7 separate regions of the Mus musculus genome follow, and regions 1, 2, 4, 5, 6 and 7 are each linked to region 3. Evidence: chromatin contacts called from public Hi-C, HiChIP or PLAC-seq and Micro-C data. All regions are on one chromosome and are shown on one strand. The core of a region is the stretch at or near the end of the contact, and the rest is flanking DNA. Distances in the headings are between cores, read along the strand shown. Region 1 overlaps Gm41323 (a long non-coding RNA gene). Region 2 overlaps Samd12 (sterile alpha motif domain containing 12). Region 3 holds the start of Ext1 (exostosin glycosyltransferase 1). Region 4 has its middle 35 kb from the start of Gm41323. Region 5 overlaps Gm41323 (a long non-coding RNA gene). Region 6 overlaps Samd12 (sterile alpha motif domain containing 12). Region 7 overlaps Gm41323 (a long non-coding RNA gene).

Region 1 (3,005 bases), core at 66-2,565, 510 kb after region 3:
CTCAACAGAGGAATGGATACAGAAAATGTGGTACATCTACACAATGGAGTACTACTCAGCTATTAAAAAGAATGAATTTATGAAATTCCTAGCCAAATGGATGGACCTGGAGAGCATCATCCTGAGTGAGGTAACACAATCACAAAGGAACTCACACAATATGTACTCACTGATAAGTGGATACTAGCCCAAAACCTAGGATACCCACGATATAAGATACAATTTCCTAAACACATGAAACTCAAGAAAAATGAAGACTGAAGTGTGGACACTATGCCCCTCCTTAGAAGTGGGAACAAAACACCCATGGAAGGAGTTACAGAAACAAAGTATGGAGCTGAGATGAAAGGATGGACCATGTAGAGACTGCCATATCCAGGGATCCACCCCATAATCAGCTTCCAAATGCTGACACCATTGCATACACTAGCAAGATTTTACTGAAAGGACCCAGATGTAGCTGTCTCTTGTGAGACTATGCCGGGGCCTAGCAAACACAGAAGTGGATGCTCACAGTCAGCTAATGGATGGATCACAGGGCTCCCAATGGAGGAGCTAGAGAAAGTACCCAAGGAGCTAAAGGGATCTTCAACCCTATAGGTGGAACAACATTATGAACTAACCAGTACCCCTGAGCTCTTGACTCTAGCTGCATATGTATCAAAAGATGGCCTAGTCGGCCATCACTGGAAAGAGAGGCCCATTGGACACGCAGACTTTGTGTGCCCCGGTACAGGGGAACGCCAGGGCCAAAGGGGGGGAGTGGGTGGGTAGGGGAGTGGGGGTGGGTGGGTAAGGGGGACTTTTGGTATAGCATTGGAAATGTAAATGAGCTAAATACCTAATAAAAAATGGAAAAAAAAAAAAAAAAAAACAAACGCAGATCACAATCCCCTCATGAGTCACATATCAGATATTTACATTATGATTCATAACCATAGCAAAATTAGAGTTATGAATTAGCAAAAAGTAATTTTATGGTTGATGGTTACCACGTCATGAGGAACTACTGTATAAAGGGTTGCAGCATTAGGAAAGTCAAGAACCATTGCTCTGGAAGAATACTCAAGTTCTGTTTTATCTGTAAGGCATCTCCAAGAAGGCCTGAAATCTCCAATTACAGGTGAAAAGATCAAATTTTCACATTTCTAGACACCAGAATCACATCAGTGTTAAGTAAAAATGCCAAAATTTTCCAGACTTCTATATGAAATTTCCTATGAAAACGACAAATGTCCATTATAGGACATGTTTACAATTCCTCCCTTTGAATGTCAAAACAGATGCTTAGAGTTGTTCCACTGAAGGCAAAATTGAAGAAAGATGTGTTTCTCTTAACCTGAAAGAAGTAAACTACATACAGATGTTGGGTCCTGAGTCGTAAATACTCCAAGTATGGTTAATATGGAAGAAATTAGCCTTGATGAGGCTTACCCACCTTCTGGCATTACATGGGAAAGTCATTTGCTTTCCATTGGATTGATCTTACTATGAATATTCCTTATTCTAAACATTGATAATATTCTTCTTTGTCACTCACTTTTTAATGTTTTATTATCTTGACTGTCTCTGTCTCCCTGTCTGTCTCTATCTGTCTCTGACTCCCTCCCTCCCTCCCTCCCTCCCTCCCTCCCTCCCTCCCTCCCTCCCTCCCTCCTTCCCTCCCTTCCTCCCTTTTCACCCTTGTAAAGCCAATGAACTGAATCACAGGGCGTTAGCAGTTTGTTTTTGAGAATGTTTATTTTCTGTCTCCCAAGAGTAGAATCCATTCCACAAGTCAGCCTTATTATACAATATAAATACAGTTATGATTGTACTACTGAATTTTTAGTTGAGTTTTACAGTGTAAGTGCTGTTTGTAGTTCAACAGTAAGACCATCTTTTGTGATGGTATCTTGCTCTTAAGATCTCATATGTATTCTTGAACATGGGGTATTGTTCTTTTCTCAGGTCTCTCTTTTAATTCCCATGCTTGAATCTATATTAAATCCTTTTCTTAGAAACTCCAATTTTTGCCTGAGAAAAAGAAATCCCTTTATGCTTTTGATATTCTACTGTTAAAAAAAATCTCATGTTTCAGCAAAGGAAAAAGAACCATTGTATATTTCTTTAGAGCATATTTATTATAAATGATCCTCATAAAAATGATTAAAGGAAAGAGGCTAGATATTAAAAACTGTACCTTAAAAGCATTTGACATCTGATTGGAATTGTCACCTCCTTTGATTGTGGAAAATTTATTCGAAGAAGAAAAGGGAATTTTAAGATTTTGTTTCAAAATTATATTGGTAATGAGATTATGTGCTATTTTGTAGCAAGAGGGATTGGAGAGAGAGAGAGAGAGAGAGAGAGAGAGAGAGAGAGAGAGAGAGAGAGAGAGAGAGAGATGGGAGATGTAGAAAGCATAAACATAAGAATCCTAATCCACAATCACATCCTACTGTTTACTCCAAGTGATGATTCAGACGGACAGTCTGAATTATGAGACTTATAGCCCATAAGTAAATATGGTCTCAGAGGTTTACTGCAAAGTGTTAGCTGTGGATGACTTTGAAACCGACTCCTCAATAGTAGACAGTACCAGTGCCTTCCAGGGCTTTCCCTTGGGAACTTTGAAGAACAGTTACTCCTGATTTCATCTAACCCACAGCCTTCATAGGTCACTCTTCTTACCTAGAACCTTGCTACTTTAAACAAACCTGTTCCAGATACTCATGTATCCAGTGGTAAGCAAGGTGCACTGTGGACCAGTCAAATAAGAATTTGCCTCTGTTAATCCACGGAATGATTCTATGACCTCCAGTTACAGGTAAAAGGATCAAATATGGAATTTCTAGATTCAAAAATTAATTACAATTGAATAAAATTCCAGATTTCCCAGAATAATGTTTACTCACTTGAACCAGGAAGATGGAACATTCTAACGTGATGGAATTTGGAAGTCCAGTGAAACTCTTTCAGGAGGTGGAGGATAGATGATTCAGGTCTTGAGTTGTCTCTGAGTT
Region 2 (3,003 bases), core at 134-2,633, 410 kb before region 3:
AGCTGAGCTTACTGCCTTTAAAAAATAGTTTATTCAATTAATATGATATAAAGGGATTTCTACTTAAGTAGTTGGATGGTGCCCAGAATAAAAATGAAGGCACATTTCTTTTGGAATACAAGACTAGGCAGGATACATTACCACTCATATAGTAACTTTCCTTAGGCTCTTTGGATCTTAAAGAATTAGCATCAGCATGAGACTATATCTAAAATATTGGTTTGGTTTTAGTCTGTTCTATAGTCATGTAATTACAATCTGACTTTTTGTTTACAATTACCTTCATTACAGGAACTTAGAAAAACATTTAAAGACTAAACATTATTGCCTTGTGTGTAGTGTTATACTAAATTTCAGTTTGAACTATCTGGGTCTATGATGTTTTAGAGCTCTTATATGGAGGAGCCCATGTATATACCTTCTGTAGATACTTTTCAAGTTCCTATTTTTCCAATTATGGGTCTTCTTCAGTAGACAGATGCTTAGACAGTTCAAGTGAAATGATGTGCTCTGTTCTAGTCTTGAAAGTAACATGAGTGCTTCTTTGTTATAATCTGAGATGTTTCTATATGTCTCTCCTTTACAGAGTAGTCCTTCTAGGAAAAGCTGTAGATTTTCAGGAGATAGAGTCTGTGGGAGGTCCTTGAGTCTTTGGGAATGAGATGTGCCCAGACTTTGAAGAGACTGTTGGGTCTGGATACTTTCTGTCTTTTCCTCCTCCCTGCATCCCAGCTTATAATGTTAATGGGTGTTTTGACTGTTTTCTTCACCATGGCCATTCAGTAGTACTCCCAATAAAAGCCCAAAGGAACTGTGTAGTCTTGGACTGAACTATAAATTAAGTAAATCTTTTCCATTTCTAAGTTAATTATCCTGGATATTTCATTATAGTGATAGAAAGCTGACTAACACACCCTCTCAGACCCAATATCATAAAATTGATTTTGGAATAAGCCCAGTATTTATCTTGTCTCTGACATTCTTTGGGACTTACCAATTTCCACTGTGTATACATATCAAAGGATCATTTGATACAGCCATATAGTGGCAAAAACAGCAGAAAAGGGAAACATCACAAGCTTGAGATAGTTCAATGGGAAAAGCAAATACTTTGAATTTGAGATCTCTGGTTGTGTTGTAGCAAAGGATCTTTTATCATATGCTAACTCTGTGTAGCCGGGTCTCAGAAAATGAGCAGGAGCTGCTACCCCTTGTAACACATCCGTATGGATCTGATCACAAAGCAAGCCACAGGATCCACCTTGGAACTACAAGTCATACAAATTACTAGAGACATTTGCTGACAGGTGTGGGTACGGGAAGTGGTAAGCCTGGGTTGAGACTTGTATTTATAAAATTGCCAACAGTTGGGAAGAGGTATTGAGCATTGCTTCTGATCTGGCCTAAAGCCACTAGAGCTAAAGGAGCATATGCCATTTTGTGAGAACTAAAGCTATGTGGCAGAAGTCTTTGATGTTTGGAGATGCCAGTATGCGACTGAGAACATATATTGATTTTATCATGTTTTGAGTAATTATAAGAGCTTGCCTAGTGTTATCTGGACACTACAGCTACCTGTTCAGATTTGTTGAGATGAAAGCAAAGTTCGTCATCTTTAGTCTCCTTTGTTGCTTATAATGGTTTCTGCATTAGCACACTCATTTCGTGTGTGTTCTTGTTATGCACAATAATGTGTAACAGTTTGGAACTAGCATCTGGGAACTCTGAAACAGTTAGGAGTTAACAGGATTGAAGATATCTCATTTTTCTAGATAATACATGAGTTCTTACTTATCATTATAAGATGGACATTTCGTACATGAAAATATAAAAACTATCATAAGAAATATATTACTTTTTTTTTCAAAAGAGTGCCTAGCACAACCTGGAAATTTCCATTGTTCCTGATTTTCATATCAAGATGATAATCTCATATTCTCATGATCCAAGGTGTGAGAATTGGGGTAAGATATGGGAAGACGACGCTGTAGCGAACAGCTGAGATGGTGCCACCACCACCCCCAGGGGATATCCATTGCAGTCTGGACCATTGTCAGCAAGCCCATATTCTCATGATTTAATAGTGAAGTGAGTCAGAGCTCTTAGATAACAGTTGGGATATTGAGGGGCAGATATTGTGTGCTTTTACTGAGAAGCATGAGTTCTGTAAAGAGGCAGGATTTATGGGAAGTTTACAAACATTACATTGCCCCCTGCCCATGTTTTGTCATTCAGACCTTAGCACTGCCTTACTTAAGAATGCTGACTGATTGGTTAATCTGCTAATCCCATCTGCTTCTCATAAGAAGTGGGGAAATTTATGTGGGTCGCTAATGGATCTATAACCCAAAATGGGATTTTTTCCCAAACAATTTTCTACAGCCTGATTTAACCCTGTTACTTTCGCAGTATCCAATTTTTTATGCAGCAAGCCTCATTAGCATTTTTTAAATAACCCATCATATGATATTTAAGTGCCTTTGAGAAATACTCAAGCGTTGAGTATAGACTCTGGAGCTAAGGCTAGCTGGATTCTAGTCTTGATCCTGTAACTTGCAGCTTTTTTGGATATATATGTGTATATATTTGAACTAATAATTACATATATTTTTGAATATATATATATATATATATATATATATATATATATATATATATGCCTCCACACCAACATCTGTAAAATGGCATATAATATCGTTAGTACTATTTCAGTCCATATTAGATGAAAGAGGACAAAGATGAATGATTGTGGCACAAACATTGATAATCATAGTGATCATGAGGTTGTTGTCGTGTTTCAAATGAAAAAAGTACACATGTTCTATCAAGTAGCTAATAACCTTGGAGGGAATTATAGCCAGGTCAGTCTAGTTTTTTTAAGCATTGTATAAATGCATGCAGGACTGTAAGAGTATAGAAGATACTTGAAAGGGTTCTAGAGGTATCCCATAGCAGCAATTTCTCATAGCACTGCTTTCTAGGCTGGGAAAGTAGTATATACTG
Region 3 (2,700 bases), core at 175-2,674:
ACTGAACCCTTACTCTTGTTTCAGGCCTCTCTAAATCCTGTGGTGGGGACAAAGTAAATCATGAAAACCTACTTCATCTTTGGCAGGTTCAAAATGGGCAGAGGTTTCAGAATGTACCAAAATATCCCACCCAATATCTCTTCCCTTCTTTATTCAAACAAATCTGAAACAACAAAGGTTGAAAACTTTCCACTCTGCCTTATTATAACCATACCATGGGTACACAACCGGCTGGGGTTTTCAGTAGCCCGAGGGAGGTAGGGATGTGTCTGCTCCCAGCTCACTCACTCCCACAATAAACAATCACTAAACAGCTTGCTGCCCTAGGCAACTGCTTGTCCAGCTTGGCCAGGCTCTGAGGCTAGGGTGGGTAAGTGTTCTAAGCCAGAATTCAGGCTGTGAGGCCAGGTAATGCTTGGGAGTCTAGCACAGCTTGGAGGTCCTGGAGGTTCCTTTCAGAATCATCCAATTAAGTTCACTCAGAATGACAGGGGCTTGGGGCAGGGGAGTCGACAGAAGGAAGGTCAATTGAAGGAACCGTGGCACATTTATTGTAAATACATTTTTTTTTTTTTTTTTTTTTTTGCTTCAAAGGTTCCCTTCTACAGCTAGGGCCAGGTGACATCTTAAAAATACCACCTCAGGAAGAATAACAACACCGATGGGGGCAAAATGAAATGGCTTTCTTTTCAGCCATTAGATCCCTCCCGGCCCAATATCAGTGAATAGAACAGGTGGGAGGGATTCGGGAATGGAAGAGAGGGCACGCAGATCAGATGGCTTTAGGAGGTGTCTTCTCACACTCAGCCACAGATCCATCGGACTGTGACAATTCCTCCTTATTGTTGAGGATTAGGGTGTCTCGGCGAGGAAGACAGAAAAATAGGTGGATTACATAGGGGAATTAGAAAGACCACTTAAACGTTAAAAACAAGACCCACCAAAAAATTGGTCCTCAGCGGGTCCAAGTGTGGGGGGAGAGACATCCCGACCTGCGCTCGCTTTCCATGAAGTCCCCACCCCCCTTCCCCTCGCTTCTCCATTTTCAAGGCATCCTTCTCCAGGAACCGGTCCTCTCAGCCTCCCGGCGGGGAGGCGTTCCCGGCTCGTGGAGACCCGGGGCATCCCGAGCAGCGGGCTGCTGGCCACGTCCCCACACTTCCTCCCGCGCCTCTGGGGCCCGTCTGGTCCGGGTTGCATTCCCGGCCCGGCGTGCAGAAGGCCGGCGGTGGGCGACGCCCGGCCGGCTAGCGCTCCGCCCGCCGCCCGTGCGCTCCTGGGTCCCCGCGCCCGCGCCGCGCCGCGCCGCGCCGGCGCCTCTGCCGGCCGCCGGGGGTTATGAATGGGCGCAGCGGAAGCCCCGCCCCACCCGGACGTGACGCCCGGCCAATGGCAGCGCGGGCTGCGTGGATGGATGAGGTCAGCGCTGTCGTGTCGGGAATGGAATGTGTAAGTGTAACATTCAGAACCGGGTAACATTCGGCGACCGAACGCGGCGGTCGGCAGTGATAGCGCGGGGCCTGCGAAGCACCGCTCGGGGCCGGCACTGCCCGCGGGGAGGACGCGCCGCCGCCGCCGCCCCGCGCCGCCTCGTGCCGCCGGCCGGGCCGCCGCGCGCCCGGGGAGCCGGCCCCGTGAGCGCAGGAGTAAACACCGGCGGAGTGTGGGAGCCGCTGCAGAAGGGAATAAAGAGACATGCAGGGATTTGTGAGGTTACGGCGCCCCAGCTGCAAGATGCACTAGCCGGCTGAAGCCGGGGCGGATTGACTTGTTGGAACCGTAGTGCTCTGCACCGGAGTGTGGATGAGTTGAAGTTGCTTTCCCCGGGCTCGTTCTCCACGCCGCCGAGAGGAATCCGAGCGGAGAGGCAGTCACTTCGTCTTGCCATTGATTGGGTATCGGGAGCTTTTTCTTCCCTGCTCTCTTTCTTTTCCTCCGTCTTGTTGCATGCAAGAAAATTACAGTCCGCTGTTCGCCCGCCCTGGGTGCGAGATCTTCTGCCCGGCTCTCTCCCGTGCATTGTGCAGCCCAAAGATGAAAGACCGAAGGGGAGAAAGTTAAAGAAATCGCCCACATGCGCTGGATCAGTCCACGGCTTGGGGAAAGGCATCCAGAGAAGGTGGGAGCGGAGAGTTTGAAGTCTTTACAGGCGGGAAGATGGCGGACTGGAGCTGAAAGTGTTGATTGGGAAACTTGGGTGATTCTTGTGTTTATTTACAATCCTCTTGACCCAGGCAGGACACATGCAGGCCAAAAAACGCTATTTCATCCTGCTCTCAGCTGGCTCTTGTCTCGCCCTTTTGTTTTATTTTGGAGGCGTGCAGTTTAGGGCATCGAGGAGCCACAGCCGGAGAGAAGAGCACAGTGGTCGGAATGGCTTGCACCAGCCCAGTCCGGATCATTTCTGGCCCCGCTTCCCGGACGCTCTGCGCCCTTTCTTTCCTTGGGATCAATTGGAAAACGAGGATTCCAGCGTGCACATTTCCCCCCGGCAGAAGCGAGACGCCAACTCGAGCATCTACAAAGGCAAGAAGTGCCGCATGGAGTCCTGCTTCGATTTCACCCTTTGCAAGAAAAACGGCTTCAAAGTCTACGTGTACCCGCAGCAGAAAGGGGAGAAAATCGCCGAAAGTTACCAAAACATTCTAGCGGCCATCGAGGGCTCCAGGTTCTACACCTCGGACCCCAGCCAGGCGTGCC
Region 4 (2,700 bases), core at 64-2,563, 380 kb after region 3:
CAGTAATGCTATGGAAGTAACCAAATTCTTTGTGGGGAAGGGGATGGATTTAGGCCCACTGCACAGATAGAACCCATATCTGACATTGTTACTAGGATCAAGAACCTGTGGCTAGATAGGTTATAGGCTCTAGAGGAGAATCTGTTACTATTATGATGCTAAATGAACAGAATATTAAACCAACTCATACTAAGTTATCACTATACTCATAAGTTAGTAGATCTCTCAACTCTAGTCACTAGAGAATCTTCTTACAGTAGAAGGCAATGAATACAAAGCCATTCTACTGGCCAGTGAGCAGCGAATAAAAGACTATAGTATGCTCAGCCCTGAATAGTATGTTTATATTATACCCTTTCCCCAAAGGCCCAGGGACCACCATGAGAAAGGAGTAAGAAAAATTGTAAGAAGTAACAATAAGGACTCAACAGAGCAGTTGTGTATATGAACTCACAGCAGCTGTGACAGCATAAAATGACCTGCATATGCTCAAGATAAAAATACAATCTCATCATCATGGGAAGGGAAAAATGGGTATAGACTCCCATCCCTGGATAAGGAGTTATTGGCAATTAATAGCTTCCAGGAGAGGAAGAGCTGGATTGGTTTATGGGTATGAGCCATAGTAAGAAGACTGTACATCAGGGGTAGCCTTACACCCAAGAGTAACTGGGCAGTACAACTGAACTTCATGGGTTAAAAAAGAGCAAACCCAAACTTGGATGTCTAGAGAGGTGGGGCAAATTTAAGTGTAGTTGGTGAATACGATACAAATGTTTATGAAATTCTCAAACAATTAACAAAAATATTATTTTAAAATGATAGGAATGATAGGGCTTCATTAAAAAGGAACCCATTCAATCTACTACTGGCAGGGCAGTGTGAGCTGCTTTGAAAATACGTAAGGAAAGGTGTCCGGTACCGTACTAGACTCTACTTTTTAAGCAGGTCAAACTCTAGCTCCACTGCCTTTGAATTATGAAGCATTAAACAAATTATCCAATCTCTTGGAGCCTTGGCTCCCTCCACTATACATTGCTTGCTATGAAAATACACAAGAAAACACTTTTCCCAACACCCTGAATGTAACTAGATGTCAGCTATCAGTGTTTCTTCCACATGTTTAATTTGGTGCAAATGAGTGCGTATTTCACATTATGTGTGCAGGATAATCTTTTTGCTTCTATTGACAGATCGTTTTGTGAACCTTGGAGACAGCAAGAAACTTTTCCAGCTCTTCTGGCAGCAAGGGTGGGGCTATGACTCTTGATTTCTTTCTTTTGGCAAAGAAGAGTTTTCACACAGAGGTAGCATAAATTTGCCTCTCTAAGGGAGGGTGGGGGCTGAGGGTGTTGCTGGGGCGGCTACCACCACCACCACCTAACAGCTTTTCTTGGGAAACTGACCACTCCCTACTGATTTGTTATCATGCTAAACGGTGTCTCCACCCTTCCTAGCTGAAGCTTTTGCAGCTGTTCTGAGGAGACCAGCTGAAAGAGGTCGTTAGGACTCAGAAACAGCTGGGATCTTTAAAGATCTGTCAGCAGCTCCCAGCAAAGTTCCAACACCCTGAGGTAATGATGGGAGGCGGGGTGGGTCTCAGAGGAAGAGCTGATTATGCAATAAGCTAAAGCCCCTTTGATATCTGGTGACAGCTATTAAGAAACTGGCAAGCTGGAGAAGGACATAGGGAAAGCTGGTGAGAGAAGACGTTTCTCTCTAGGGATGGGTTGAAGGCAAACAAATGAGATCGGCTGGGAGATGTCCAGGGTGGGATACAGGAGAAATTTTAAGGCTTTGGGGAATGGCGAACTCATAATTAGCTGGTCAGAACAATCAATAGTCATGCCGATTGTCATTTGCTTACAAATTGCACACCTGGTATCTCTCAGAAAAACCTGGCCACAGACATATTATATTTTCTCCTCTGAAGGTTATGAACAAGAATAGTGTCATCACCCATCACAGCCTCAGCCTTGGGATCCTTGGTCTGAGAATTCCAACACAGAGAACACAGAAACCTTGAAGTTGTAACGGAGGCTGGAGGGGGAGTAGTATTTCCAATAACCACTTGGACAGTTTACAGGAAGACTACACATGAGCTGGGGTTAGACACTAAGCTTTTCATATCCAGAGATTATCACCGTGTATTTTTGGTTCTTTGTATGTTTTACTTGTAAGTTTTAAAAGCTTAACTCTAAACAATATATGGGGAATATTTCCTCATTGATATTCCTTCCTAGGGTCGAAAAGAGTACAGTTTCCTGTTCTAAAACTCATTTAAAAAAAACCCTTTTAAGACAGAATTTCCAAGAACACCATGGTCACTAGAAGCATGGGATATACATGCCTATTTTCTTTGTGATGGGGGATGTGTGAGCATGGGCCCAAACATCTGAAACTGTGAACCAACCCAATCTTGTCTCTTTCAGAATGTTTCTTTGAGGTATTTTATGACAGTCATACAAAGCCGACTAACACAAATACCAATGCCACAAGTTAGTCTAGGCTTTCTGAAGACAGAACCCAGAAGCAAACAGGCCTGTCTCAAACCCTCAAGGTGTCAGACTTACTGGTTAGTCAAGATCAAACAGGTGATAATTACAGTCAGTGTCACAGGGGAAGAAGAGAGATTGTGTGTGTGTGTGTGTGCATGTGGATGCATGTGCCCATGCTTGCATGAGTGTGTAGAGGTCAGGA
Region 5 (2,868 bases), core at 58-2,557, 420 kb after region 3:
TGAAAATGTAAATGAGGAAAATACCTAATAAAAAAAATTTAAAAAAAAGAATGATTAAAGAATGTGTGTTACATCTACACAATGGAATAGTATTCAGCTATTAAAAAAACAAAGACATCATGAATTTTACAGGCAAATGTATGGAACCTGAGAGGATCATCCTGAGTGAGGTAGCCCAGTCCCAAAAGGACATGCATGGCATGTACTCACTTATAGTGGATCTTAGCCTTAAAATACAGGTACCATGTTACACTCCCCAGACCCAAGGAACTAAATAAGAAGGAAGGCCCAAGTGAGGAAGCTTGAATCTCACTTAAAAAGGGGGATAAAATAGTTGTAAGAGGCAAATAGAGGGAGGGAACTAGGAGGGAGGGCTTATGGGGAGGGGGATGGGGGATTCAGGATCAAGTGTGAGAAAGGACAGGAGAGATGACTAGATGGCCATAAAAATGAATGGAAACCTGAAACTGATGTGGGTGAGGAGGTGGGGGCATTTCCAGGATGAGATAGAGGCCTGTGATAAGAGAAGCACCCAAGAATCGATGGTGGTGACCTTAGCTGTGACTCACTGCATTGGGGATATGGACCCTGAAGAGACTACCTCCTGTAGCCAGACAGGAACCCCAGTGTAGCAATAGAGGCACCAACCTACCCACAAATCTTTCAACTCCAAATTTATCCTGTCTACAAGAATTGCAGGCATGGGGGATAAAGCAGAGACTGAGGGAATGACCAACCAATATCTGGTCCAATTTGAGACCCATCCCATGGGCAAGCACCAATCCCTAACACTATTAATGATACTCTATTATGCTTGCAGACAGGAGTTTTTTTTTCAATGCTTTTTATTTCAATGTTTATTATTTCTCTAACTCTGGGGGTCCCCACTCTTCCAGGACTAGGGTGATTCAGTATTTCTTTTGGGAAAAATTTTTTTCAGATGACAATATCTTTCCCCCTGTAGTTTCCCATTGCCTTTACCTTCTGTGAGACTGGGACATTCTGGTTTGTCATACGTTTCAGCAATCTGTCCCATTAGGCTTGCTTTTTCTTACCCGGGGATCTAGAATGGACTCTTGTCTTCTCAAGGTAACATTTCTCCTCTGGGAGAACATTTGCTTCTAATGCTGTATTTCAACATTTTATTTTCAGGAGAGAAAAGTCTGTGTGACTTCATCTCCCTGTGTTGAAAATGATGACTGTCTAGACCACGTGTTCCACCCAAGTTCTGTGTGGTTTCTGTGGTTACTGTAGCATTGGGGGTTGTTGGCCTTGCCTAGCCTTGACTGATTACCCTGAGGCCAAGCCAAGCAGAAGAGTGTTATTCTTTGTGGCCAAGTGTCTGGTTACACTCTAGGAGAAGGGAATGGGATTCCTGTAGGATGACAGGAAGACCTTCGTTATCTGTGGGAAAAGGAATGATTATGTTTCTCTATAGTTGGGTAATGTGGTTGCCTGTAACCTTGAGCCTGACCAGAGAATCCTGCTATCATTTACTTTGACACTGTATTTAAATTCCCACAATAATTAACCATGTTTCAAACATCTCCAGGAAATGAGTTATTGAAATAATATTCTGATGGTAAGGTAAAGTGTCTTTAAAAGCCTGAGCTAAATTCCAATGATAAAAAGGCAGAATCGAGACTATACCAAACCATTTGAAAGGCTGTCCTTTCAAAAGTGATTCGTTGTGAACTTCTTGATAGCTTTGTGTGATAGAGAGGGGCAGAAAGGCATGGAATGAAGCAATGTCACCATTTCACTAGGTATTAGCTTAATACATGTCTTCTGTAAATTGAGATGAATTAAATGGTATCGTCAAAAAGTAAAACACTTGCAGAGCTTTAGAGCTAGAAGGGTAGAGAGGAAATAATGACTCCATAATAAGAACATTCTCCATGTTGTTGCCTGCAACCAGTAACTTCATGGCAGACATTACTAATGGATCTTATCACTTTTCTTTGCTGTGCCTATTTCAATATCACAGTCTTTATTATTATTTCACCAAACCATACACAATTCTATTATAGGATTTGGCCCTCCCTTTACAAACCTCTTACCAGTGCTATCTCAGAGCAAGCCAATTGTTCTTCTATCCTCAAGAAGAAAGCCAAAAGTACAAAAGAGCCATGTGTTGGAGTCCCACTGACAATTCTATAGGGCAGGCATTTTTTGACCAAATTTGAGTTAATTTGAGTTCTAGACCTTTGATGGACTTGTCTCCAAGTATAGACCCTTGAACATACTATACAATTAAGAAAATAAATGCAATTAAAAATAACAGTTAAGAATTTTTAGCCAAACATTTGATAATACAAGGTTTGGGAAAGATCTCTGAAAGCATATTCATATGCCTTAGAATAGTACCACTTAAATTAGCATTATGCTACAAATATATTTCTATAACTTTAAAAATATGTTTAGAATTTCTCTTTCCCTCCCTCCCTCCCTCCCTCCCTCCCTCCCTCCCTCCCTCCCTCCCTCCCTCCCTTCCTTCCTTCCTTTCTTTCTTTCTTTTTTGTTTTTTTTTGAGACAGGGTTTCTCTTTGTGTAGCCCTGGCTGTCCTGGAACTCACTCTGTAGACCAGGCTGACATTGAACTCAGAAATCTGCCTGCCTCTGCCTCCCAAGTGCTGGGATTAAAGGCATACCTTACCACTGCCTGGCTTTAGAATTTTTTAATATTACCTTCACTCCTATTTTCTCCTGTCTACCTTCTACCCCAGTCAGCATGTGATTTCCCATACAGGTCCCCTTTTCACAGCCATGGCTTTTTGCTTTTCTTTTTTGTGTGTCCCAATAAGTGTAACCAGGGCTGTGTTGTGTGACTGTGATTTGGAACTATCCATAAAATCCTGGTAGGCTTAC
Region 6 (2,700 bases), core at 68-2,567, 480 kb before region 3:
AATGTTCTACTCTCATTAATTTCATCAGTAGAGAAGAATAAAGGCCCCTCATGGGCTGTGAAATCCTATATGTCACAGAAAGCCTGCTCTAGTGGATTTTGCAGCTTCAATATTTTATAATTATGGATTTTTTTTTCAAGTGAGTTGCTTATACTACTTCAGAACTGTATGCTGAACACGGGAGGTGGCACACAGTTGAACAATGTTTGATGTAAGGAAAGAATATTTGGGCATACATTTGAAGAAATATAGTTAACCCACCAAACAATGGCATCCTGGTTATTCTTGCCTAGGACAAGGAGAAAAATAACATAGGTGATAATTTTAAAGAAAACCAGTAAGAAAGGGGGGATTTTTAGATTGATAGAGAAAGATACTAGAAGTGACCCAAATGTGGGCAATATCCTATGTTAATGTCAGCCATCCTCAGTGTGCTCACAAGCTCCCCTCTACGAAGTGCACAAAGACCACAGTCTGTAAGCAAAGAGTGGAATAGTCCACTGGCTATTAATATGTGCTCAGCCTATATTGTGTATAACCATGTGCAGAGTACTGGGTTAGGCATGAGAATGTTTGTGTGAATGTGGTGGGTTTGGTCCTTGGTAGTTTATAGTCCGCAGGGCACCGGAAGTATAAGTGATTAAATAGGAGCTGCATCAAATCTGCTATAACCGTTGTCTTTGGACCCATACTTGTTCAGATAACAGATACATTAAAACCGACTCTGTCTTAGGGGCACCGGGAGAAGCCTCACTGACACTTTGGTCTATAAATTGGGACAGGGATGCCTGGCATGGAGAACAGGGGACCTGGTGCCAAGGGTTCAGCTGATTCTTTCTTTTGTTTTTTAAGGGAGCATCCAGGGGTGATGCTGTTTCTCAGCTGTCTCTGGTTCCAGGTGGGAAGCTTGAGCAATCCTTCCGTTCTGGAAGGTCTGCCGTGACACCTCCTGTAGTTCTTTATTCTGGAGAGAGTCTCAAGCAGAAGTCGTTCACAGCCTAGAGACATTCTTTTGCAATGTGCCTTTTGTCACCTGTGTCATGTCTTTGTTCTACAAAAGAGTAAAGGAGAAAGATGGTTTTCGATGATCATGGATGAGGAACAGTTTTGTATCTGTAATTAAGCAGCTGCGTTTGGTTTTGTGTTTGCTGGGAGCCTCCTGCAAAGCAAACCGATGTGGCCTTCTGTTGTGCTCCCAGGTGCCAAGAGCTAGCTGGACTAATTCCCACTGAGTCTGTGTAGTGTGTTCTTTCTGTCCCTCCCCAAACTGCAGATCTTCAGGGTTGACATCATCACCTTGAATAATCACGTTTCCCAAGCACTGCAAGCAATCTGCCTGGATGAACGGATGGGACTTGAGGAGGTGCAGAGGGCCCTACCAGGGGGTTCAACACTGTAATTTTAACTCTCTGTTTAAAAATAAATCCTCTGTAGGAATGTTTTGTGGTAATTAAGAGAGATAACACATTCAAACTGAAATATCTTACAGGGCTAATTCTTTGTTCCTTATCCCCCATCCTTCTGAAAGGAGGTTGGCTCATCTATTCGCTTGACAGAAGGCAGGATTCAGGTTTGCTTTCACCCCAGTGAGCCTCATCTGGACTCCCTGGGAACTGGCAGGGATTCTATGGAGTAAGTCTCGATGCTAGGAATATTGGATTTGGTGTTATTTCTGAGAGAAAACAGTCTTCAGAGATCCTTTCCAGGCCAGGCCTGGAACTTACAGAAACCTCCCCTTGACAGTTTGGTGTTGCTAATCATTGATCAGGTTTCACCTTAGTGTCTGTCCAGATCAGTCAGCTTGCTGTGTTCTCTGGTGACACTCTAACCTTCTCTCTCATGATACTTGGGGGACAGTTGATTTTTAGCTCGTTTATGCACCAAGAGCTGTGTGGAGAGTCTTTGTCTTGGAGCCCAACTACTCATGAGCATTCTGGTGAATGAAAGCTTTGAGGTCATGCACAATCTTACTAGCTGTGTGACTTGCAGTAAGTGAACTCGGTTGCCAGCGATAGAACTACAGATTGCACTATAGATAGAACTACAGTATACACTTGTAGTCTAGTAGTTTAAAGGTATAAATGTTCCATATTGATGAAATTGGAAGGCATTACTGATACTTATATGCCACCATTTAATTAATTTGCAGTAGGTTTGTTTTGGTTTTTGCTCATTTTTTTATTTGATGTTATTATTATTGCTGTTATTATTGTTATTGTTATTATTATTATTGTTGCTGTTGTTGTTGTTCCTTTCCTGGGAGCATCAGAAAACACTCAAGTATGGTATTTTCCTTCTTTTCCTCTATTTCAAACAAAGAATGTGAGGCTTAGAGAAAATAATAGTTACCATAATTCAGGAGTTCTAACTATACCTGGGTGGGATTCAGATCTCCTCGCCTACTTATTTTAAAACATATGTACATGTAACATTCTGTTCATTTATGTGAATATATACATTTATCCATACACACAAATATAATCCTATAGATTTGTGTCTCTTCCCAGGCATAATGATTTATCTTCTTATAGCTGAGGCTGGCCCATCTGCTTTATATCACTTGTCCTACATGGTTCTGTTGCAGCTAGCATAAAACCACTGAGCACCAGTGCCTGCATCCATCAGTTTGGCTTTGATTCTATTCTAGCTGCTGCCTCACCTTTTCTATCTCGGTTCTTCCTTTCTTCTTACCACTGTACA
Region 7 (2,700 bases), core at 91-2,590, 450 kb after region 3:
TGAAATAAATTGTGTCCCCTAAGTTTATTTTTCTTTTGAGGTGCTAACCTCCAGTGTGACTTATCTTCTTAAAGATACATTTCTATGGAAGTAATTAAGTTTAAATTAGGACAAAGAGGCCAGGTTTTAATAAGATAGAAAATGTGACTTTATGAAATAAGAAATGGATAAGCAGATTCTCACTCTTTTTGAGCACACAGAGAAGGGCCAGGTAAGGACAGAGAAAGAATGTTCCAGCAGAAGCAAACCCTCATAGAACCTTGGCATTAAATTAATGTTTGGAAACCCAGAGCTCAGAGAATATAAATTTTGACTGATCCACTCAGTCTGTGGTATTCTATGATGGCAACCAAAGCAAAGTAATAAATATATCCAAACAAGCAAACATTTGAGCAGTGTCTCAATCTTCTTATAGTTTCACTCATTTATTTTCTATGACTTTTTCCTGTAATTTTCTACCATGCTGGTAGAGAAACCACTTATTCTTGTCAGAACAAGAAATTCACACTTCTTGGTATAAAACGCAGTGTTTCTGTACTGACTTACTATACATTCCCAAGATGGGAGCTGGGTGAAAGGGGAACTCATAGTTAGGATACATATGAGGTTATGGGGTCCATCTGGTCTTTTCATGGATCACACACTGTCATTACTGTTGAGTCCTGTCTACAGCAGGGGATTTTACTTGCACATTATATTGGGACCAGGCAATGTCTCTGTGGTGGATTTGAGTCTTGCTGTGGCCATCCCCAGGGCTTCTCGTCTTTGAGGATGGCTTTGTCTTTTTCCAATTACATGGCTTGTAGACACATTAAAACCTCCCCCTGATCATAGGAAATGGGGCAAAGAATGGTGGGGGAGAACAGTATCTCTGGTCCTCCCAGCTGGGATTTTCCATTCTGCCTCAATGGCAGCTTATCTTTGCTGTCATATTAAACCACATCCTCTCTATAGGTTGTCAGCTGCCTGCTTTTTTACCCACATAACCATGCCTATATTCCCCAGCGCTTACCTTAAGGGGCAAGGAAAATAGGTTCACTTGTCTGCTTTCCAGACTGTGCCCAAACGAATTCTAATAACAGAAAGAGTCTTTCAGTTCAGTTCTTGTCTTTTCTCACTATAAAGGTAAGGAAACTGGACTTAAAATAAAATAAACACCTGGCAAAATGGTCCATAGACACTTGAGTTTAGCCTATGGACCCACAAAATGAGTCTGTGTTTTACAGCTCAAAGCCATGCAATGATTCATTTGATCTAGGCTGTTCTCACTTTACCCTGAAGTATCGAATGCCTCAAGAGTGACAGGAAACAAGCTGTAATTAAGGGTGGAAAAGACAGCCATGGATGACCTATTTTCAAAGATACTTTGTTACACTTGTGTTTAGTCAACCTTTCCTCCCGCCCACTCCTCTCAATGCGCCTATCTGTCTCGGTATTCATATTTCCTAGCAAAGGAACTGAGTTCTCTCTAGATTCTGTTTGTTCTTCCTTTCTTTATACATTTATTCAAGGTATCTTAATATTATACACTCTAACTCTCCCCTCCAACTCCCCTCAGGATTCCTCCCATTACACTTCCCTTCCAACTTCATATCTTCCAATTTCATTTTATTTTGTATTTAACCCACTGTGTCCGGTTTATCATTGCTCACATGCATATGGGTGTGAGATGACCATTCACTGGGATGTGTGGAGCCTAGAGAAGACCACGCCTTCATGGAGGAGTGACTCTTCCTTCCCCACCAGCCATTGACTGCTCTGCCATTTACTTCTCAGCTACAATGGAGGTCCTAGGCACTCCTTCCCATACATTCAGGAGTTTTAAAGTAGTTTGAACTTATTCAGGTCTTGTGCAGGCATGCACAGTTAATGTGACTTCTTATGTACAAAAGTTCTGTTGTGTAGTGTGTCCTAATTTCCTTTGGTCCACTATTTCTTCAAATTCTCTTTCCTCCCCATGGTATAGCTGTCTACATGCAGTTCTAAGCATCACCTACCCCCCTCCACCAACACATACTTTTCAAGGGAGGACTTACTTAGTCTTTGACAGAATAAATGCCAAGAAATGATGTTAGAGTTGCTTCTTGTAATCATATTTTCTGCACCTGGTAATGTCTGCACATCATTTTTGGACAGATAAAGATATTGAACCTCCAAGTCTTCAGTTGTGATTAGCCTTAGAATCTCTTCCTCACTGCATGGGATCACTAGAGGGATTGTGCAGAGAAATCCTATTACTGGCTTAATCCCATGTCCAATAGTGCAGAGGATGTAGGGAGTACCAGTGATCAAGGAGGAGGTCTGCATGTGAGTGACAGGTCTCCCCCAGCATCTCTGCCTTCTAGTGCCACATCAATTATAAAGTAGTAGAGCATTCTCCAGAGTTTCAAAGAAGCCAACAGCATAGCAGGAGGGACTGATGGTGAAGAAGGGTCTTAGTTGGAGCAAAGAAGGCACAGAAATCTAGGACCTTTGGATAAGAGGCATTGGATACCAGCAGGAAATCACAAAGATGGACAGAGCCACATAGGATAAACTGTGTTTACTGGGAACAACCTTAAAAGAGCAGATAAGACAGAGGCCAGTGGCCAAAGGCCAAGCAGATTAAGGTGGCTTGGCTGCAAACCAGCAAGGGTTGGAAGCTAGGGCATTACATGAAATTCCTCTCTCTTGGCTTGTTTGCCTGTTGTCGATGGTGAG

The links. Hi-C and Micro-C count contacts between places; a contact is called where the count stands out from the background. HiChIP or PLAC-seq counts read pairs in DNA pulled down with a chosen protein or histone mark.
Region 1: a contact with region 3 is called in an H3K4me3 HiChIP or PLAC-seq map of craniofacial prominence, with 7 times the contacts expected there. The contact joins the enhancer-like site here to the promoter of Ext1 in region 3. A contact is called at or near these places in 4 of 39 promoter capture datasets (the 3T3-L1 cell line, 3T3-L1-derived adipocytes, hippocampal neurons and 1 more), 1 of 15 datasets of contacts at CTCF or cohesin (the NIH/3T3 cell line), 1 of 484 Hi-C or Micro-C datasets (cardiomyocytes), 5 of 115 datasets of contacts at active chromatin or transcription factors (the NIH/3T3 cell line, bone marrow-derived macrophages, craniofacial prominence and 2 more) and 1 of 9 other capture datasets (macrophages).
Region 2: a contact with region 3 is called in a Hi-C map of cerebellar granule neurons, with 3 times the contacts expected there. The contact joins the enhancer-like site here to the promoter of Ext1 in region 3. A contact is called at or near these places in 2 of 39 promoter capture datasets (3T3-L1-derived adipocytes and hippocampal neurons), 3 of 15 datasets of contacts at CTCF or cohesin (the NIH/3T3 cell line, large pre-B cells and pro-B cells), 10 of 484 Hi-C or Micro-C datasets (the F1.1 cell line, cerebellar granule neurons, cerebellum and 4 more) and 8 of 115 datasets of contacts at active chromatin or transcription factors (bone marrow-derived macrophages, craniofacial prominence, embryonic fibroblasts and 5 more).
Region 4: an H3K27ac HiChIP or PLAC-seq map of embryonic stem cells shows a contact between it and region 3, with 4 times the contacts expected there. The contact joins the enhancer-like site here to the promoter of Ext1 in region 3. A contact is called at or near these places in 10 of 39 promoter capture datasets (the 3T3-L1 cell line, the C10 cell line, the HPC-7 cell line and 4 more), 2 of 15 datasets of contacts at CTCF or cohesin (both in the NIH/3T3 cell line), 19 of 484 Hi-C or Micro-C datasets (the C2C12 cell line, the G1E-ER4 cell line, Sertoli cells and 9 more), 22 of 115 datasets of contacts at active chromatin or transcription factors (bone marrow-derived macrophages, cardiomyocytes, embryonic basal ganglia and 12 more) and 3 of 9 other capture datasets (adipose tissue, embryonic stem cells and macrophages).
Region 5: a FOXA1 HiChIP or PLAC-seq map of pancreatic cancer cells shows a contact between it and region 3. The contact joins the enhancer-like site here to the promoter of Ext1 in region 3. A contact is called at or near these places in 7 of 39 promoter capture datasets (the 3T3-L1 cell line, 3T3-L1-derived adipocytes, the HPC-7 cell line and 2 more), 4 of 15 datasets of contacts at CTCF or cohesin (the NIH/3T3 cell line, large pre-B cells and pro-B cells), 26 of 484 Hi-C or Micro-C datasets (the AML12 cell line, the C2C12 cell line, CD4 T cells and 17 more), 14 of 115 datasets of contacts at active chromatin or transcription factors (the NIH/3T3 cell line, bone marrow-derived macrophages, a colorectal cancer cell line and 11 more) and 2 of 9 other capture datasets (embryonic stem cells and macrophages).
Region 6: a contact with region 3 is called in a Hi-C map of cerebellar granule neurons, with 3 times the contacts expected there. The contact joins the enhancer-like site here to the promoter of Ext1 in region 3. A contact is called at or near these places in 1 of 39 promoter capture datasets (hippocampal neurons), 2 of 484 Hi-C or Micro-C datasets (cerebellar granule neurons and cortical neurons) and 2 of 115 datasets of contacts at active chromatin or transcription factors (both in bone marrow-derived macrophages).
Region 7: a Micro-C map of the G1E-ER4 cell line shows a contact between it and region 3, with 4 times the contacts expected there. The contact joins the enhancer-like site here to the promoter of Ext1 in region 3. A contact is called at or near these places in 11 of 39 promoter capture datasets (the 3T3-L1 cell line, 3T3-L1-derived adipocytes, the C10 cell line and 6 more), 2 of 15 datasets of contacts at CTCF or cohesin (both in the NIH/3T3 cell line), 14 of 484 Hi-C or Micro-C datasets (the G1E-ER4 cell line, the HPC-7 cell line, LSK cells and 5 more), 9 of 115 datasets of contacts at active chromatin or transcription factors (bone marrow-derived macrophages, embryonic forebrain, embryonic limb bud and 6 more) and 1 of 9 other capture datasets (embryonic stem cells).

Annotation. Positions count from the first base shown.
Region 1 is chr15:52,835,446-52,838,450 of GRCm38.p6, reverse strand. The region is part of intron 3 of Gm41323 (a long non-coding RNA gene); the gene reads left to right. Among named protein-coding and RNA genes, the nearest start is that of Gm34794, 51 kb to the right of the region's middle. Within about 2 kb of position 1,315, at least 4 of the 459 cell types and tissues checked have an H3K27ac peak or open chromatin away from gene starts, as enhancers often do. A contact at or near this core is called in craniofacial prominence and embryonic limb bud, where this site is marked.
Region 2 is chr15:53,759,096-53,762,098 of GRCm38.p6, reverse strand. All of the region lies in intron 2 of Samd12 (sterile alpha motif domain containing 12), which reads left to right. Among named protein-coding and RNA genes, the nearest start is that of Samd12, 140 kb to the left of the region's middle. Within about 2 kb of position 1,383, at least 1 of the 459 cell types and tissues checked has an H3K27ac peak or open chromatin away from gene starts, as enhancers often do. A contact at or near this core is called in cerebellar granule neurons, where this site is marked.
Region 3 is chr15:53,344,907-53,347,606 of GRCm38.p6, reverse strand. It overlaps Ext1 (exostosin glycosyltransferase 1), which reads left to right and starts at 1,424. Exons shown (of 11, transcript NM_010162.2): 1 at 1,424-2,700. The coding sequence starts at 2,244.
Region 4 is chr15:52,966,779-52,969,478 of GRCm38.p6, reverse strand. No RefSeq gene overlaps it. Among named protein-coding and RNA genes, the nearest start is that of Gm41323, 35 kb to the right of the region's middle. Within about 2 kb of position 1,313, at least 32 of the 459 cell types and tissues checked have an H3K27ac peak or open chromatin away from gene starts, as enhancers often do. A contact at or near this core is called in the C2C12 cell line, adipose tissue, embryonic stem cells and 3 more, where this site is marked.
Region 5 is chr15:52,926,995-52,929,862 of GRCm38.p6, reverse strand. The region is part of intron 2 of Gm41323 (a long non-coding RNA gene); the gene reads left to right. Among named protein-coding and RNA genes, the nearest start is that of Gm41323, 5.1 kb to the left of the region's middle. Within about 2 kb of position 1,307, at least 58 of the 459 cell types and tissues checked have an H3K27ac peak or open chromatin away from gene starts, as enhancers often do. A contact at or near this core is called in the AML12 cell line, the C2C12 cell line, the NIH/3T3 cell line and 13 more, where this site is marked.
Region 6 is chr15:53,822,163-53,824,862 of GRCm38.p6, reverse strand. All of the region lies in intron 2 of Samd12 (sterile alpha motif domain containing 12), which reads left to right. Among named protein-coding and RNA genes, the nearest start is that of Samd12, 79 kb to the left of the region's middle. Within about 2 kb of position 1,317, at least 24 of the 459 cell types and tissues checked have an H3K27ac peak or open chromatin away from gene starts, as enhancers often do. A contact at or near this core is called in cerebellar granule neurons, cortical neurons and hippocampal neurons, where this site is marked.
Region 7 is chr15:52,898,236-52,900,935 of GRCm38.p6, reverse strand. The region is part of intron 3 of Gm41323 (a long non-coding RNA gene); the gene reads left to right. Among named protein-coding and RNA genes, the nearest start is that of Gm41323, 34 kb to the left of the region's middle. Within about 2 kb of position 1,340, at least 17 of the 459 cell types and tissues checked have an H3K27ac peak or open chromatin away from gene starts, as enhancers often do. A contact at or near this core is called in the G1E-ER4 cell line, where this site is marked.